Regions from separate parts of the Mus musculus genome. Here regions 2 and 3 are each linked to region 1. Evidence: chromatin contacts called from public HiChIP or PLAC-seq data. All regions are on one chromosome and are shown on one strand. Each heading gives the region's core, a stretch centred on a gene start, on an enhancer-like site or on the middle of the called end of the contact. The rest is flanking DNA. Distances are from core to core; before and after follow the strand shown.

What was found. HiChIP or PLAC-seq counts read pairs in DNA pulled down with a chosen protein or histone mark.
Region 2: a contact with region 1 is called in an HNF4G HiChIP or PLAC-seq map of pancreatic cancer cells. The contact joins two enhancer-like sites.
Region 3: a contact with region 1 is called in a FOXA1 HiChIP or PLAC-seq map of pancreatic cancer cells. The contact joins two enhancer-like sites. A contact is called at or near these places in 1 of 15 datasets of contacts at CTCF or cohesin (the NIH/3T3 cell line) and 1 of 115 datasets of contacts at active chromatin or transcription factors (pancreatic cancer cells).

Annotation. Positions count from the first base shown.
Region 1 is chr14:99,447,936-99,450,635 of GRCm38.p6, forward strand. No RefSeq gene overlaps it. Among named protein-coding and RNA genes, the nearest start is that of Gm41230, 73 kb to the right of the region's middle. Within about 2 kb of position 1,331, at least 63 of the 459 cell types and tissues checked have an H3K27ac peak or open chromatin away from gene starts, as enhancers often do. A contact at or near this core is called in pancreatic cancer cells, where this site is marked.
Region 2 is chr14:99,127,877-99,130,576 of GRCm38.p6, forward strand. All of the region lies in intron 5 of Pibf1 (progesterone immunomodulatory binding factor 1), which reads left to right. Among named protein-coding and RNA genes, the nearest start is that of Dis3, 29 kb to the left of the region's middle. Within about 2 kb of position 1,410, at least 15 of the 459 cell types and tissues checked have an H3K27ac peak or open chromatin away from gene starts, as enhancers often do. A contact at or near this core is called in pancreatic cancer cells, where this site is marked.
Region 3 is chr14:99,825,595-99,828,294 of GRCm38.p6, forward strand. No RefSeq gene overlaps it. Among named protein-coding and RNA genes, the nearest start is that of Gm22970, 53 kb to the left of the region's middle. Within about 2 kb of position 1,332, at least 9 of the 459 cell types and tissues checked have an H3K27ac peak or open chromatin away from gene starts, as enhancers often do. A contact at or near this core is called in pancreatic cancer cells, where this site is marked.

The sequences.
Region 1 (2,700 bases), core at 81-2,580:
CTATTTACACAATAGCTCCATTGTGTAAATGTACCACATTTTCTGTATCCATTCTTCTGTTGAGGGGCATCTGGGTTCCTTCCAGCTTCTGGCTATTATATTATAAATAAGGCTGCTATGAACATAGTGGAGCATGTGTCCTTATCACCACTGGAACTTCTTCTGGGTATTGCTGGATCTTCTGGTAGTGCTATGTCCAATTTTCTGAAGAACCTCCAGACTGACTTCCAGAGTGGTTGTACAAGCTTACAATCTCACCAGCAGTGGAGGAGTGTTCCTCTTTCTCCACATCTACTTGAGTCTTTCATGTACTGGTTCCTACTTGTACCAAGGTTGAGGCATAAAGAAGGAGCAGGACCCACTAATCTCCGTTATGGATATTACCTTCCATTGTGTGTACAGTAGAGAGTAAGGGAGGGAAACAAACAGCTAACAGAGGAGCAGGTAGGCTAAGTTATCTGTATATTTTCCTAGACAGTGTTTCTCTGGGTAGCCCTGGCTATCCTGGAACTCATTCTGTAGATCAGGCTGGCCTCAAATTAGTTGGTTTGGTGGATCTAAAGCTTCATCTAGCCACTAGTCAAAACAGCTGGAGAAGTGGCTCTAATGGCTGAGCACTTGCTGGTTACATGGGAGCCTTGGGTTCCATATCTAGCACCACAAACACAAAACAAAAATTGACTGAGGACAGGGTTCCCAATGAAGGAGCTAGAGAAAGAACCCAAGGAGTTGAAGGAATTTGCAACCCATAGGAAGAACAACAATATGAACTAACCAGTAACCCCAGAGCTCCCTGGGACTAAACCACCAACCAAAGACTACACATGCAGGGACCCATGACTCCTGCCTTATATGTAGCAGAGGATGGCCTAGTCAGTCATCAATGGGAGGAGAGGCCCTTGATCCTGTGAAGGCTCTATGCCCCAGTGTTCGGGAATGTCAGGACCAAGAAGTGGGAGTGGATGGGTTGGGGAGTAGAGGAAGCAGGGAGGGGATTGGGGGAGAAGGTTTTCAGAGAGGAAACCAGGAAAGGGAATAACATTTGAAATGCAAATAAAGAAAATATCTAATAAAAAAGTGAATAAAGATAAATATATAAAGGCAATAAAAAAAATCAGATCTAGATAGGGGAAGGAGGAGACAGAGGCAGATGCAGGTACAGGCTACCAGTGGAATTCAGGGGACACACAGGATGGGAGGCAGGAGATCAGCTCTGCTCCGTGTCAGGATCAGGTAAGGCCTAGGCTCTGTCACTGGCTGCACCACACTGAGAGTCACAGCTACTCCACCCAGCCCCGGAGCCACAAGACAGTCCACATTCACGTGCTCCCCACTTAACCACAGAGCACAGAAACAGATGAAACCTGTGCCGTGAAAAAGGGCCAGCCCTGGCTTTGAACAAAGAGCTTTTAAAACAAAACCACAAAGGGAGTGAGTCACCACTCTCTCAACCTTTCTTCTCCTGTGTGGCTTTAAGCCTCTTGTTTGTTTGGGGGTCTGACCTTGATCTCATCGTTTGTATCTATTTGTTCAAATGAACCCAGAATTCCTTAAAATACCAAACTAATTTCTTTATTTCAGGTTTCCACATTAGGCACATGTACGTTGCCAACCCCCGGACGACTCACAGTTTCTCAGAACATGCCTGGGTAATTTTTCTTAGTGGCTTTTCCATGATAAGATTTGGAGTTTTGAATAAAAAACTTTGTGGGAGGGGTTGTATAGAGAAAAGAAAACAACCCTACAACAATGAAGTGTTTCTATTGAAGTGTTTTGAACATAGAATCTGAAAAAGGGGTGACTAACATGACTGGCTAGGAGCTTAGGATAGAATTGTGTCTTCTGAAAATGTCTAGGCCACTTGGTTAATTTGTTGATTTATTCATTTTTCCAGTTCTTTACCGACAGTGGTATATGTTGGTACTTCACTATATTGTCAATATGTGACATTTATTTAATCAGGAACTGACTCTCTAGTTCAGGCTTGGTTTGTGGGCAAGACTGTTTCCCCGGTGTTCATTGATATGGTGGCAGTGGTCAAGGAAAGTGAAATTCTGAGCCTTACTTTAACAGAGGCTGAGAGAAGATGACTCTGCCTCCTTATTTGGAGTCCAGGAAGTGGTTTAGGGTTGAGATCCAAAAAAAAAATTAAGTTTGTTTGATGTTACCAGCAGTGACCTGCCTTGATGTGGTGTCCTCAGATGCAACTCGAACCAAGAATTGTGACATCTGAAAGTGGTGGGAGAGTTTGAGGAACGTGATCAGTCGGAACATGTTACCTGAAATTTCAGCCTCTGAGGTCACCATTCCCAGGATGAAGGGCTGGCCTCTCGCTGCCTGTGCTTATCCTGTTTGGAGACCATGGAATTATGTGCAGTTCATGTACTACTTGAAGTAGCAGTTTCAGGCTTCTTCTTGAGCTGGGAAGTCTCTTTGCTCTTTCTCTCTCTCAAGATTTACTTTTTTTTTTCTATGAATACACTGTAGCTGTCTTGGAGGGCATCAGATCCCATAACAGATGGTTGTGAGTCACCATGTGGTTCCTGGGAATTGAACTCAGGACCTCTGAATGCTGGGAATTGAACTCAGGACCTCTGGAAGAGCAGTCAGTACTCTTAACCACTGAGCCATCTCTCCCGCCCCCTGCTTGGTATCTTATTTCTTCACTTCATACAGACAGCAACTTTGTTCTACCTACTC
Region 2 (2,700 bases), core at 160-2,659, 320 kb before region 1:
AAAAATATTTATAATTTTTTTGCATCTAATTCTATACATTGTCCTCTCTTGCTTCTTCCATAAATATTACTTACAAAACTTTTATATAAAAGCCACAGTACTAGGTGCTAGGATTATGAGAAACTTAATCTTTTGCTTATCTTGTGGGAGGCAAAGAATGGCTGCTCCTAGCACATGCAATCCACTTTTCAGTGATGAGAGAACGTAAGGTGGACATCTTCCCACAGAACACAGGGGAGAAAGCAGTGGGGAATACAGCAATAGTCTACTGCCTTTTGCCTTATCCACAGAATTGTGTAGCTATAAAATGTGGATCCATTTTGAGGCAGTACACTATTTTCTGTTTTCCAATGCTATGGTAGCGAGGTCTAACTCCATAAACCAGGCTTTGAAGTCCAACTGCCTCACCTCACAAGTATTCAGCTTACAGACATATACCAACATATCCAACTCTTACCTTTAGTTCCTAAGAGTACCCAAAGCAGATCTTCCTACCCCAACGAACAAAAGTTGTAACTCTAAAGAGAGATTTGTTTACACTTATTGGAAAAAAAGTCATACATTATATTGTTCATTGTTTTTCTCCTCCCCAATTCCTCCCAAATCCACCAGCTCCCTACTCACCTTACTTTTAAATTTTTCTTTCTTTCTTTAAAAAAAAAAAATCAAAAAACAAAACAAGAAATAGACATACCATAAATTGGAGCTTGAAATAAACAAGAAAAACAACAATCATTTTTTAAATCCCAAACATGTAAAATGAGATAAAAAGTCTACAAAAATACCACTGGCTTCATTTTTGTTGGCCATCTAGGTATGAAGCATTGTTAATACTTAGTGAGATTCTACTCCATTGGAATAAAGCCGTTGCTTCTTTTCCAGTGGGAATTAATTGCAGACAGTGTCTTGGTCAGGGATATAAACCCATATCATTTTCTCCTCTTATTGCTGTACCAGTTTGAGGTCTTTTCCAGGCTGCCACAGTCTCTGCATCCGTAAGATACTCTTTCCTTAGTCATCCGTCACCTCTGGCTCCTATAAATCGTTCTGTCTCCTCTTCAGCATAGATCTAAAAGGATACTTTTTACTTGAAAGAAATTTTTGATTTAAGAGAAATTCATGATATAAAGTATGTGTTTCTACACTGAACTTCTGGCTGTATTTCCCTATGAGGCATTTATACTGAAGGAAAAATCGTATATATGTGTGTGTACATGTACATGTGTGCAAACTCTTCTCCATGGCATTGTACATGTACATGTGTGCAAACTCTTCTCCATGGCAGGTGCCTGTACTTCCCATATTTCAAAGTCACATGTTGCAGAATATCTGATCATACTATGAACCCTGAGATTGTGTTATTTACTGGGAAAAACAAACCTGTTTCTAGTTGTGGTTTGGCTTGCCCTTTAACCAGTCTGGCTAGAATACAGACACACCCTTAGTACACAATCAATGAAGGTGAGGTTAGTTTGTAGGAGGAAACATCCATGTGTGAAAGTGATGCCTAATTGAGTAGCAGACAAAGTGACAAATCAGAAAAAGACTTGACAGAGTAGGATATCTCCGACTCTCAGGAGAGCAGAGAGGGAAAGGAAGCTCCTTAAGGGGCAGTTTTACCGGGACAGTTGTACAGAGGCAGGCTGCAGAGAGACAAGCTAGACAGAGGTGAAAACAGAACAAGCCAGAGAATGCGAAGCAGCCAGAAGATTAGGACAGATTACTAGAGTTAGTTTGGGGCCAAGCAGAGCAAAAGTCAGAGGCCAAGAGAGATGCCAGATAGAATCAGTCAGCTTGGAGAGTTTTGAGCCAGAACAGCTGAGTTGAGCCAGGTAGCCAGAGATCAGAAAGATCTAGAAAGGGTGAGCTTATTTAGCAGTAAATCTCAGAGGCTGAAACATTCTAGGCTAGATTAGATTGTATGGAGGCCAGAAGCTTCCAGGACTAGCCTAGGTTAGCAGACTGTGGCAAATAAACCTCCAAGACTTACGTCAGGTGACAATTAGGTCAGGTGAATGAAAGTTAAAGATGACGTCACGTTCAGATGTGACTGTCTAAGCGTTTGTGCTTTTATTTCCCTCCCCACTGTGTTTCAGTTCTTTTTCAGTGCTGTGGATGGAGCCCAGAGCTTTGCATGTGCTAGGCATATGCTAGACATGTGCTGTTTTCTGAGCTATATCCCCAGGTCAGGTCTGCAGGTTTGTACACCTTTGCATATCTCCCTTCACATCGGCATCTGCTTCTCTGCTTGTGCACATCATCAGAATACTCAGCCACAGTTCTCAGCTATGTGTTTATAACAAAATTTCTAATTCACATGGTTGAATCAGTCCAAAAGTATGTTTTCTATCCTCTTAACTGCCTTATCCATCTTTAACATCTCTCTTGTTGATGGCCTTTAATTTCAACTTTCTTTTTATCAAAATAGCCCAAGGCACCTCTGTTTGTCTAGCTGAGCATTACTGGGGAGAAAATCCCATTAGCAGCACCAAGTACTTCTAATTCGTTGTTAGCAGCCTCCAGTGGGGCACCGCTGGGCTTTTCCCCCTGATCCTTCCAGTCTCCTGAGAGCTGTTTTAGGCCTTCCCTCCCTTCCTCTGGCTACAAACCTCCAACTCACACTTCTCACTTCTGTCAACTCACTTGATGCTTCACTTGACAAAGAAAATGGGAATTCTCTTTAGAGGATTCCAGCCTGGA
Region 3 (2,700 bases), core at 82-2,581, 380 kb after region 1:
CTTATGAACCCAGAAGGAGGCAGAACAGCGATACAGAAGACGGATGAAACGGGGAGATCCAACAGAAAAGAAAGATGTGGTGTGAAGGAAGATACTCCTCCATCAATGGAAAAGCCATGGGGGAAGAATGTAAGCACTGTGCTGCCCCTGGGACCAAAGCCTTGCCTTAGTTAACACATGAGACCTTAGCGCTACAACTTGGAGGGATTCATTTCTCAACTCAAGTGGATTCAACAGCATACGCCTTCTTAGACCTTCCCCAAAGGGATGGAGCCCTGCCAGCACTTGGGTTCAGCTTTGCAGGATTCTGATCAGAGGATGCAACTGAGATGAACTGTGAGGAATCCACTGCTGTTGTTTTTAAGCTGGTGAGTGTGTATCCGTTTGTTACAATAGAAGACGAATGCATCACCACTGAACCGAGTATGGGAACCATTCACGGGCTCTCTCTGTCCTCCATTTCCCATAACCTCCCACTCCCATCCCCAAATGATAAACACTTATATCATTTTTCCCTCTAGAACACGTGTTGTACTAGTTTTTTGGCTCTGTAGAATTCAGCTTCATCTCTTGGCAAATTGTTCCAAAACTCATCCCCCTTCCCCTGTCTGATTCCCTCTCTTGGTTTTCAGGCTATCTTCCAAACAACTGATAACATACTTTTCTAGGAAAACGTTATGACAACTCTTTATTTAAAACATTTCAAAGATTCCAAATACCTGACAGATTAAAATCCGGCTCCTCCTAAATAAGAAAAACATGGCATTGGCTCTTGTCTAGAGCTCCAGCCTTTCACCCCACTCCCCTGCCTCTCTTTTCATTGTTAGCAGGATGTGAGAAGTATAATTTGCCATCAGGACCATTCTGCTGTCGGGATGTCTGAGACATCCCCAGATCTGATCTGTAGAGATGGAGGGATTGCAACTAGGGCTTCTTGATCTTGCACATAGAGGAAGAATCATGTAGCTAAGTAAACTAATATACTAACAATTCAGGTTTTCTCTTGTGCTTCACCTTGTGGATGCCTGGTATTCCGGTCTCCCTGGGAAATGGCCAAAAGTCTTTCCAACACTGACATAGGTCACTTCCCTGAATTTATACTCTGTAGCATCAATAGTACTTCTGGGCAGGACTGAGGTATATTGGCCAAGGGATAAATATTAACAGCATTTCCAGAGATGGGGTTGGCCTGTGGAGCCAGGTTTAAGAAAGAGATGGTGGGTGTATCCTTTTGTTTGAGGTGCTACAATAAATACCACAGACCACATGACTTAAACCACAGGCATTTGTTGCTCACAGTTCTGCAGGCTGGGAAGGTCCTGATCTAGGAGCTGGCAGGTCTGTCTAGAACGACATTAGTCCCATCACTGGAGCTCCACCCTCTGTCTGAAAGGCTCTAACATCACACTAGTGATTAAAGTTACAACATGACTTTGGACAGTCATGGCTATTCAGCTCAGCAGTGGGCTATGAGCTGACAGCTAGCTCACTGTATTTTTGAACCTGGAATTCCAGAAAGTTCTAGAATTCTGAATTTCAGCTCAGCCTGCTAGAATATTATGAAGATACATTTATCTAGGCAGGAGAATAAGCCATATTTTATGTAACCAAGTTTGTGAACTTGGTTAACAACTTGTCTTTAGGTTCAAGTCGACGTGGCTATTTGGATTGTTTCTCTAATTTCCACAAAGGTTAAATGGAGCACATTCCTATCAACACACCATGGTTTCATGCTGTTCCTTTTTGTGCTCTGAGTTCTTCTTATATTCTAGACAGGCTTGCCAGTATTCCTCACTGGGTTCAGGGTCGTTCCAATGCTCCGTCACACCAAGAAGCCTTCAGTAACTAGTCTCTCAAATATTCCCTACCAATTCAACATGTGCAAATGCGAAGGTGTTAACTGGGCCTCTTCTAAGCTGTCAGATGAAGAAAAGAGCACATTTTATTCATTCTGTTGTCTTACTCCTGTGGTTTCTGGTACATGTTATGGATTTAATTAACATTTATAGAACTGAAAACAACTAGCAAGTGATGAGTGCTTTATTCAGGAGACATTCCACAAGCGCTTAAGGAATAACAGCACAAAGGGAAGAAAAAGATCATCTGTGGATGAAAGGGGGATGACAGGTTCCTTATGCCAGGCCAAACGATAGTAATAGTTGGCATTTCTCGATCAGTATTTGCCAGAAGCTACTATACGAATTCTATGCGTGTGACATTGACTTCTCCTGATTCTAGGCGGCATGAGCTACCATCTCCATGTTGTAAAATAGGAAAGTGAGGGATATTAAATGGTTTGCCTGAAGTCCCACAGTCAGTAGGTGCTGGAGATCAGAGGAGCCCAAAACCTCTGTGTGACTGCACAACATCGCCCATGTATAGCAGAGGAGCTGACCCCACGGTCCTTTGCTGAACAAAAGAGAAACTATAAATAATCATACATTAGTTAGTAGGAAGTGAGTAACACACATCGGGGAATAAAAACAGGGACATCAGAAATGTGTAAATAATAAGACAGAGAACTGGGAGAGCAATTTGGATTCAAATAAGAGAATGAGAATGCACTTCATTGACAGCAGGGACATGTCCCACAGGAAGCTGGGAGGTCTTCTACAGAGGACCTCACTGCAGCAAGAGTTTCTGGAAAGTTCCTAGCACAGGATGTGAGAAGGGAATGTATGGGGGATGATTGGGTCTTCA